Linked DNA regions of Mus musculus: regions 1 and 3 are each linked to region 2. Evidence: chromatin contacts called from public HiChIP or PLAC-seq and promoter capture Hi-C data. All regions are on one chromosome and are shown on one strand. Each heading gives the region's core, a stretch centred on a gene start, on an enhancer-like site or on the middle of the called end of the contact. The rest is flanking DNA. Distances are from core to core; before and after follow the strand shown. Region 1 has its middle 410 kb from the start of Gm6634. Region 2 holds the start of Slitrk3 (SLIT and NTRK-like family, member 3). Region 3 has its middle 920 kb from the start of Gm6634.

What was found. Promoter capture Hi-C pulls out the DNA fragments that hold promoters and counts their contacts. HiChIP or PLAC-seq counts read pairs in DNA pulled down with a chosen protein or histone mark.
Region 1: an H3K27ac HiChIP or PLAC-seq map of SST interneurons shows a contact between it and region 2, with 11 times the contacts expected there. The contact joins the enhancer-like site here to the promoter of Slitrk3 in region 2. A contact is called at or near these places in 9 of 39 promoter capture datasets (the 3T3-L1 cell line, 3T3-L1-derived adipocytes, the C10 cell line and 5 more) and 5 of 115 datasets of contacts at active chromatin or transcription factors (SST interneurons, astrocytes, embryonic forebrain and 2 more).
Region 3: a contact with region 2 is called in a promoter capture Hi-C map of hippocampal neurons, with 9 times the contacts expected there. The contact joins the enhancer-like site here to the promoter of Slitrk3 in region 2. A contact is called at or near these places in 9 of 39 promoter capture datasets (the 3T3-L1 cell line, 3T3-L1-derived adipocytes, cranial neural crest and 5 more), 1 of 15 datasets of contacts at CTCF or cohesin (pro-B cells), 3 of 115 datasets of contacts at active chromatin or transcription factors (astrocytes, embryonic forebrain and embryonic hindbrain) and 1 of 9 other capture datasets (embryonic stem cells).

The regions. Positions count from the first base shown.
Region 1 is chr3:71,218,838-71,222,027 of GRCm38.p6, forward strand. No RefSeq gene overlaps it. Among named protein-coding and RNA genes, the nearest start is that of Gm6634, 410 kb to the left of the region's middle. Within about 2 kb of position 1,769, at least 6 of the 459 cell types and tissues checked have an H3K27ac peak or open chromatin away from gene starts, as enhancers often do. A contact at or near this core is called in SST interneurons, where this site is marked.
Region 2 is chr3:73,056,237-73,059,546 of GRCm38.p6, forward strand. It overlaps Slitrk3 (SLIT and NTRK-like family, member 3), which reads right to left and starts at 1,567. Exons shown (of 2, transcript NM_001357851.1): 1 at 1,312-1,567.
Region 3 is chr3:71,728,106-71,731,144 of GRCm38.p6, forward strand. No RefSeq gene overlaps it. Among named protein-coding and RNA genes, the nearest start is that of Gm6634, 920 kb to the left of the region's middle. Within about 2 kb of position 1,541, at least 6 of the 459 cell types and tissues checked have an H3K27ac peak or open chromatin away from gene starts, as enhancers often do. A contact at or near this core is called in hippocampal neurons, where this site is marked.

The DNA.
Region 1 (3,190 bases), core at 519-3,018, 1.8 Mb before region 2:
CTTGCTTACACTCATTTCTTATCCCTCCTTACTCTTTTATTATATAAGTTATGTTTTTTTCCATACTCTGGAATGTTATTGGCTCTGTATTGATTTGTCTACTTTACAATACTTTTCCCAATATACAATCAGTTTGCATATTCTCTATTCTCTTCTGTGATATTCCTTTGGATACAATGCACAAAGAATACTTATCAAATTGTAGCACAATTAAGCTAATGATATTCTGGTTTTCTCTAAATAATTAACCTATCAAGAGATAGAGAAGAGAAAGAGGTAGACAGAGACATAGATACAAACACAATACACACACTCATATACTCACACACTTGCACATGCACATGCACACACACACACACACACACACACAGAAAGAGAGGGGGAGATTTAGGTATTTTGTATCTTTAGAGCATGACATAAATTTTGATATGTGTAAGACCCTTAAATGTTGGAGGTTTATATTTAGTAGATAAATTTGCAAAGGGGATTTTTTTAAACTAAGATAAAAGACAATCATGATTGCTCATGTATAGTTGTTGGGAAGTAGAGCAGTTAAACCATTTACATATTCAATGTTAGCTAGATACTTAAGAGATAATTTGACAGAAAGTTGTAAAATGAAGAGGTCACACCTGGAATTAGAATTTATTTTTTCCTGAGGAATTTATATTACTTTTCTTGATATGTTCAGTAATGTTGCATACATTAGAGAGTGAAAATGAAGGTTTGTCACTTCCTGACAAGAGCAAACTGTGGTTAATATTAGAGAAGGGCTCATTTTTAGACAGTTCTGACATTATTTGGTGTGTGTGTGTGATTTCTGTTATTAATGTCTGAATGCACCTATGACATAAGATAAAGTTACCTTTATTCTCCAGCTTCATAATTTTTTCTCCCTTGTGAGTCAAGAAAAAGTAAGCCGAGGACAGGAGGGAGAAGCACAATAGACTTGCTATGTTTTGAGTGAGTGCTGAAGGATCTTTGAATTGGTTACAGTAATGCTTTATGCTAGCTTTCATACAATTTATAACTGTGCATCAGTGGTTAGGTTCTGATTTTTAAGCTATGTCTTTGTTGTAATGTGATCATTTAAAGAAATAACATCAATAAGGTTAGATTCTTATATGTAAGAAAAGGACAGTTGTAGACACATTGAAGTCCTAATTGATTTTGCATCCAAGATTTTCAAAACTGGTCTCTTTATGATAAGCACACAGTCTTTGAGAGTTTAGTTTGTTCCACACTGTGGCTGACTGAGACTGAGTAACTTGTTAAGTTACAGTCATCTAGGAGACACTCACAGACAGGGGCTAGAGTTCTACTATTCCTTCAATATGTCCTTTGATGGGATCATTCTGGGGAATATTTAAGTAAGTAAAATATTGCATCAAAATAGATATGTGATAGTATTTAATTACTGAGGCAAAATTAAATTTTAAATTGCTAAGAACATAATATAATATTGTGCATTTTAAAAATATTTACTTTATTTTGAAATTTCTCAAGTTTTTCACAACTGTTCCTCATTTTTTCCTTCATTTTTTTTTTCCTGTCATTCTCACCATTGGCAAGATAAGACACTTGGAGTTAAACCCGTATCTCTCTGAGATAAAGAGATTTCTGGCACTAGCGCTCTGGATTATGTGTTAAGATAATGCAAGTCAGGCAGTTGTGATAGCAACATTTTATAATGTTTGCTTTCTCATAGCTCACTGTCATGCTGAGTCTTCTTTTCCAATGACTGGAGGATATTTCAGCAGTATGCAGACCTCCTACATAAATGCTAATTTTCTTAGCATCTGAAGAACAGAACATCTGCTTATAGTGATCCTTGAGTTGGCAAACAACAAGAAAACTTTTCCTTTTCTTTCTGTTCTGATAATATGATTGTAATGCCCTACTGCATATTGATGAGACTCGAGATTCATACTTGTTTGAATCTGAATGGTCAGATATAAAATGAAGCAGTATTGAGTTATAAAACAGAATCAACCATATTTGCCAAATACGTTCTTCCAAATGAAAACATATACATATGGTATAAAAGTAAAATGAAGGAGATATTTTAAAGGGAAGTTCGTGTTTGTAATCTTCTTTCCCTAGTAACATGAAAGCTAATGTAGTATTCATGGTCAAATTTAACTTCTGAGACCATCTGCTCTATCTGAAATGTCATGAAAATAAAAGCTGTTTTGAAATAAAAAAGAGAACAAAATCTTATTCCCAGCTGCAATAGAAGTTACTGTGTAATCATCTTTCATTATGGATGCTGTATGGGGGACAGAGGGTGATTAAAATGCAAACCGGATTCTGAATTTTTACATAAGCAAGGAATTTGGTTTTAGATTCCATTGGAATCCTATAAAATGATTTTCTCAGTCCTTTGGTGTTAGAGTAGATCATTCTAACAATCCATAGAATCCCTTGAGTCAGAATATATTCTTAAATTTGCAGAATACTAGTTATTAGGTGGTTTATGACTAAAATCAGTAAGGAATTTTCATGCTTCACCTTTGTTATATCTCTCTCTTCTCAGCTTATCGATGCTACAAAATTTGTGTGTGTGTGTGTGTGTGTGTTCTTACAAGGATATTATTCTCTTCCATCCCAATTTTAGCTTTATGACTGCCTTTAGTGGTGCTTTTTCTGGTACCCCAGAACATGGGTCTAAGCATGGGTCTAACATGTATTAAGCAGGAATGTGTTACAGACAAAATTTTGTACACTTTTGCCAAACTATTTAATAATATAGATAAATATGTATATCTCATGGATCTCAGATATAATCCAGACCAATCAATAAGGGTTGATTAAATGCAATGGTATGTGGCTCAGAGATAGTTTTTGCCCACCTTCAAGACTTGATTTTCACCTCTAGCACAGCAAATAGAGATGACTTATTTTCATACTTAATCTTGTTGTGATATTAATATGGACACATTCTCTTCTGTATAAAATATTAATTTTTTAATAGTCTATTCAATTTTCTGGCTTATATTCCTCTCAAATCAATTAGAAAAAAATATGTGTCTTTCATTTGTATTGCTTCATTTATTTTTCCTTTTCAATATGTCTCATGCTCGGGTTTGATGCTTTTCATTCCTTCACCAGTAAAAATTGCATTTATATCCTACCAAATGCTCTCAATGAACACAAGCAATGACAATTTCCTATATTATCTATCAATTTC
Region 2 (3,310 bases), core at 317-2,816:
CTCTTGGCCACCTGGCCTATATGTTAGAGTTAAGATTTCTTTCCCCTGAAAAACAGGTTTGAGGTTATATTAGTCTCCAGAAGCCCTTCTTTCATCAACGTCCTTACATCTATTGAATCCAATTCTTAAAATTATATATATATATATATATATATATATATATATATATAATTTTTAAAAAATCCTAGCACCTGTGAGTGTATAGAAGATCCAGCAGCCAAAGTCAATGCGTTCTACAGTACATATCCTACATAAGACATACACTGATTGCAATCAGGCAAAGTAGGAACGGATGTCGATGAGTACCTATGGTGCAGAGCGCTCAGGATCTCCGAGGTTCGCTCCAAGGGGCTTCTCAGCGGGAGGGGCAAACTCTCCGCGAGGCTGCATTGTATCCGTCATTCTGTCGCCCAGTATCTTCCCCTCTTCCAGCCACCAACTTTCAGAAAGGCTACCAAATCACGCTTGTAATCCTTTCAGAGTGGTCCACCTTTAGACTTAGAGGGAAATGGTCGCTGCATAGCGATGGGAGAGCCGAGCGCGCACCTAGCGCGGTGAAGCTGGCGACCGTGGGCTCAGGACCACTGCTCTCTGTGCTTGCTCCGGATGGCAGGCAGGCTGTGCAAGTGTCCCAGGACCTGGATGGCCTGATCAAAGATCTTGATGCTCTTCCTTCAGTGGCAAGCGCCCCGGTTCCCGAGAGCCCGGGTCCCTTTCTGCATTTCTCTTTATCTGTATCTCGCTGAAAGCTTGTCTCTCTCACAGCGCAATCCCTGCCTGCGGCCTCGGTCTACTCGAGGAGATAGAGCTAGCCCTTGGCTTTCCCGAGTGTCTTTGCTCTTTGCCCTTTGGATGGGTGGGAGTGGGGGTGGGTGGCATGGAGATGAGAGAAGACAGGGTGGGGAGAGACAGAAAGAAGGCAGGAAGGGGGCGACTAGATCTCAGATCCCAGCATTGGTCAGGTGGCGGGGTGGGGGGTGGGGGGTGGGGGTGAGGACACAGATACAACAGTATGGCTGTACACACCACATTGCACTTGGCGTTGGGAAATCTCAGGCAGAACACGAAGGCGATGTGATCCCGTTGGCGGGTTGTGAATCCCCTGACAGCCCACCATTGGAGCGCCTTCACTTCTTCAGCCAGAGGACAGGGAGCGGTGGGCAGAGGAGGGGGGCGAGCGTTCCAGGCCAAGGAGACGCTCCCGGCGGCGGCGACAGTGGCGGCGACCGCATCTTTTAAAGACTGACCTGCTTTAAAAGTACCGCTTTGATGGCCTAGGAAATAACTAAAATCAGATTACACGTTACTTACCGAACGTCTGCCTCTAAACTGGGAGCGCCAGGTCAGGGACTAGAAGGCAATACAGAAAACGCAGGGCTGGAACCCGAATGCAAAGCCACCAGCCGCCCCCAAATCGCGCACCGAGGGAGCGGCGCTCCGGAGCCCCCAGATCAGCCCATCGCTGGAGCCTCCGCCAGCTTGTCCCCCCGCACCCCCGGCCCCTCCTCCGCGCCAACTGTGTAAATCAGCCGCCGCAGTCCTCTCGCCGCGCATCGCAGGCAAATCCCTGCTTAGGAAGCAAGTGATTCTCTCTCTCTCTCTCTCTCTCTCTCTCTCTCTCTCTCTCTCTCTCTCTCTCTCTCTCTCTCTCTCTCTCTCCTCTCTCTCCTCTCTTCTCTCCTCTCTCTCTCCTCTCTCTCTCCTCTCTCCTCTTCTCTCTCTCTCTCTCTCTCTCTCTCTCTCTCTCTCTCTCTCTCTCTCTCTCTCTCTCTCTCCCTCCCTCCCTCCCTCCCACCCTCTCCGTTTTCTATTTATTGGTCACAATTTGCCAGCTCCACTAAGAGAGATCCTGTCAGGAAGTCAGCATTCTGTATCGGTGGATTGATTTCTAACTTTTGCAAATGAGAGATGGCTGTTTGGAAAATTACAGCTCAAACTAAAGGGGATGGGGTGGGGGGAGATGATCAAATTAAGAGCATGTGAACTGTATCGGGGGCAACATCACTGAATGCTTACCAGGAGCCATTCCAAGTGGTTTGTAGAAACCGCCAACATAGGTGACAAACTGAAAGTACTAACATTTCCTCATCTCTTTTTACTTGCTAACGTGGGGGTTTGAGGGGGGTGGTGATGAGACTGTAGCATGGTTGGAAGGGGGTGGAGATTTGAGGGAGAGGAGTCAGATACCAATTGGTGACAAATGAGATGAGGACATTAGGAAGATGCTTGCACTCATGAAAGTGCTCCATGATCCAGGGGACCACTGACTGCCTCCACTGCAGTCTTGTTAATGCAGTTGCTCAATGTTCCTCCATCCAATCTGCAGGGCAAACCAACGCAGTTCTTTTTAATAGATCCTGTTCATTAGCCAACTGTCTTGGAGAAAGGGTGGCATTCCCACGAACTCCCAAACATGAGAGATAGGGGGAGTTCCGTGGGAGACATCTCTGTGACTCTCACTATTCCTTTTAGATGTGAAAACATCGAATTGCCCAAGACAAGTGAAATTATGTATGTATTATCATTGTAAGCATAACACATCAACTGGACCATATTTTCAGAAGTTTTTCAAGGAACTCCAGCTTATCTCTTGAAAAGACACAGGGCTTTTAAATTGTTCATGACAATCTTTATGAGAGGGGCATGGAGATACGTTGCCCCTTCTTTTATGAGGTTTTGTTCATTTGTCTGCTGTATAGGCATATTTAATCACAGTCTAGGGCCCATATTATTATCATTATAAAGGAGAGAATAGAATTGGTCAGGCCCAGAAAGATGGCCCTGTTCAGTTTTATGTAACACATAGGCACACAAACATAGTTGATTCAGAATGGTAACCACTTTGGTATTCTGTGAAGTGGGGATTTAGAATGTCATACTTAAAATGTTTCAGTTTGTTCTTCAAAATACTCAGTGTCCTTTAAGATGATTAATAAAGTATCTCCAGTGACCCAGAACATGACCAAAGCACCATGACATCAAGCTTGTTCTTTTTAAATACAGCGTTTCAGTTTTATGGGGCAAAATTCAAACTTTTATCAATGTTTTCTAGGTCAATAATGCCTTCTTTGTGAGTCTTTGCTGTGTGAAAACTTGGGTGTGGAAGGGACATTTGTCATAGCAGTTCCCCTAATGAGGTTTCCCAATTTGGTTTCAAAGAAATTTATGCAAGAAATACTGCCAACAAACTATCCTTATTATTATTATTATTATCATTATTATTTTCAAGAGTCAGATGTAAGAGAAACCCAACTGCAGTAGTAGGCTGAGGAGTCAAGAGATGCTTCAAGCCTTGTTGAGTGGCTGCACA
Region 3 (3,039 bases), core at 291-2,790, 1.3 Mb before region 2:
CAAAGAGGGTTTTCTCTCCAAAAATTAACTGAGGAAGAGTTTTTTCCATGTAATAACTAGCACCTTATGCTTGCCTGAAACAAGAAGGCATAGGGAAAATTGTTGCTGGCTTTCCCTTATTTGCTCCTTGCTGGTTCCTGCATCTAAGCTGCTGCTGCTAGTACTATGTCATGTCTGTACTGGCAGAAGAAACAAGATTCTTCATATTGAATACTGATGTCTTAGTCAGGATTTCTATTCCTGAACAAACATCATGACCAAGAAGTAGGTTGGAGAGAAAAGGGTTTAATTGGCTTACACTTCCATACTGCTGTTCACCACCAAGGAAGTCAGGACTGGAAATGAAGCAGGTCAGAAAGCAGGAGCTGATGCAGAGGCCATGGAGGGATGGATGTTCCTTACTGGCTTGCTTCCCTTGGCTTGCTCAGCCTGTTCTCTTATAGAACCAATAATACCAGCCCAGAGATGGTCCCATCCACAAGGGGTCTTTCCCCCTTGATCACTAATTGAGAAAATGCCATACAGCTGGATCTCATGGCGGCATCTCCTCAACTGAAGCTCCTTTCTCTGTGATAACTCCAGCTGTGTCAAGTTGACACAAAACTAGCCAGTACAACTGCCTTCTGTATTTCTAGTTTTCAGAGCCAAATTGAAGTTGCTGAGATATCTAGCCTCTTAGATATTAATCATACACAAATTTAAATATGTAGTAAACAGATTAACTAGATATATGAAAGTATGTAGTTCAATTATCCCTTTAAAATCAATAATAGTACATTGATCAGAAACAATATTTGGTGTCCATTATATTAGAATATAATTACTGCCTCTATGAGCTTTTACTTTTTAAATTTTCTACTAAACAACCCAGCCCACTGTCAACATATTCCAAATTTCTCTTCTCAGCATTTATTTTTCCAAGATCATCTGGGCCGACCTGCAATACACCCACCGACCATCTGACATGTTAAATTTTCTCTGTCTTTTCCTGAAGAAAACAACATGTGTAATTAAAAACAATGTGTCCTTTGCAAATTAGTATATTTTGACACATGATGCTTAGTTGGATTTGTGATGTGAAATGATATATTACTGATACCTTAGGATTTGAAAAGAACTGAAGATGAGCTGCTATAAAACCATTTAAAAATGCATAAAATATTGGAAAAAGAATGAGAATATAATGAATTGAAGAAAATATAAGGGATAAATTTGAAGTATTATTGGAAAATAATTGTGATACACTTTTAAAATGAAAATCTGTTCATTGATCATATTCATAAAAATGATATGTACATTTGAATGATGACCATATGAAGTTTATCATAGATACTCTCAGAAGAATAAGGTATCTTAAATTGTATAAAAGGTATAATTCAAGAATTACATGGAAAATTTTATAAATATGTGTAAAAGAAACATTTTTTCTAATACATAGATGTGATTAGAATTGTAGAACTAAAATCAATTAACATATTCTGTAGTACATCACCACAATAACACTGAAATAGAAATGCTACAACTTATTATAATATCATAAAATCCTCATCCATTTGGTCCATTGTTAGTAATGAAATTAATACCATTTGGTTCAATAACAGAGCTCTAGTACAATTTTGCAGTGAATACCAAATGCTGTATTCTTTTTTTCCACTTGTTTACTTACTTACTTATTTGTTTAAAATCCCAACTGAGGCTTCCCCTTTCCTTCCAGTATCTTCCTCACTAAGGTTGTCCCCTATTCCCTTATTCATTTTTCTGAGAATTGTGAGGTAAGCCCTGATTACCACCTAACTCTGGCACAACAAGTCACTGGGCACATCCTCTCCAACTGAAGTCAAACAAGGCAGCACAGTTAGGGGAACAAAGTCAACAGGTAGGCAATAGAGTCCAATTTTGAGGGGATCTGCATGAAGACAAAGCTGCACATCTGCTGCATACGTGCAGCAGAGCCTAAGTCCAACCCAGGTATGATTTTTTTGATGAGTGGTTAGTCTCTGGGAGCTCCCAGGGGTCCAGGTGTGTTGATTCTGTAAGTATTCATGTAGAGTGCCTCTTGCCTCTGGGTCTCTTAGATTTTTCCATAACTCTCCCACAAGATTCCTTGGGCTCCATCTAATGTTTAGCTGTGGGTCTCTGCATCTGTTTCTGTCAGCAGCTGTGTGAAGCCTCTCAGAGAACAGTTGTGCCAGGTTCCTCTCTGCAACCATAGCAGAGTATCATTGAGAGTTGCAGGGATTTGTTCTTGCCCATTGGATGGGTCTCAATTTGGGCTAGCCATTTCTTGGCCATCCCCTCGGTCTCTGCTCATTCTTTGTCCCTACACTTCCTATAGGCAGGGAAAATTTGGAGTAGAAGGTTCTGTGAGTGGTTTAATGTCCCACTCTCTCTACTGGAGGGCTTGCATGGCTATAGGAAGTGGCTACTTAAGTCTCCTTATCCTCTGCTGCAACCAGTTTCAGATAGAGTTAACTCATAGATTCCTGGGATCCTCTCCTATGCCAAGTCTCCAGCTTTTTCCAGAAATGCCACCCCAACAATTTCCCTTTTCTCTTCCAGCCCTCTCTCCTGACTCTTGCTACACTTGATCACCATCCTAACCCCTCCCAATCCCTTCCTCCTTGTTTGCTCCCTACAAACCTCTATTTTGCTTCTCTCTGTTATTTAGCTTCTTTGGGTCAGTGGATTGTAGCATGTTTAACCTGTACTTTTTGCTAATATCCACCTACAAGTGACTATATACCATGCATGTGTTTCTGAGCCTGAATTATTTCACTTAGGATAGTATTTTCTTGCCTGAAAATTGAATGATGTCTTTGTTTTTACAAGCAGAGTAGTATTCCATTTTGTAAATATACCACTTTTTTTTAAAAAATCTATTCATTGGTTGAGGGAAATGTAGGTTGTTTTTAGTTTCTGGGTATTACAAATAAAGCTGCTATGAACATCATGGAGCACATGTCCTTATGATATGGTGGTTCATCTTTTGAGTGTATGCTAAGGAGCAGTATAGCTACATCTTGAGGTAGAACTATTCCC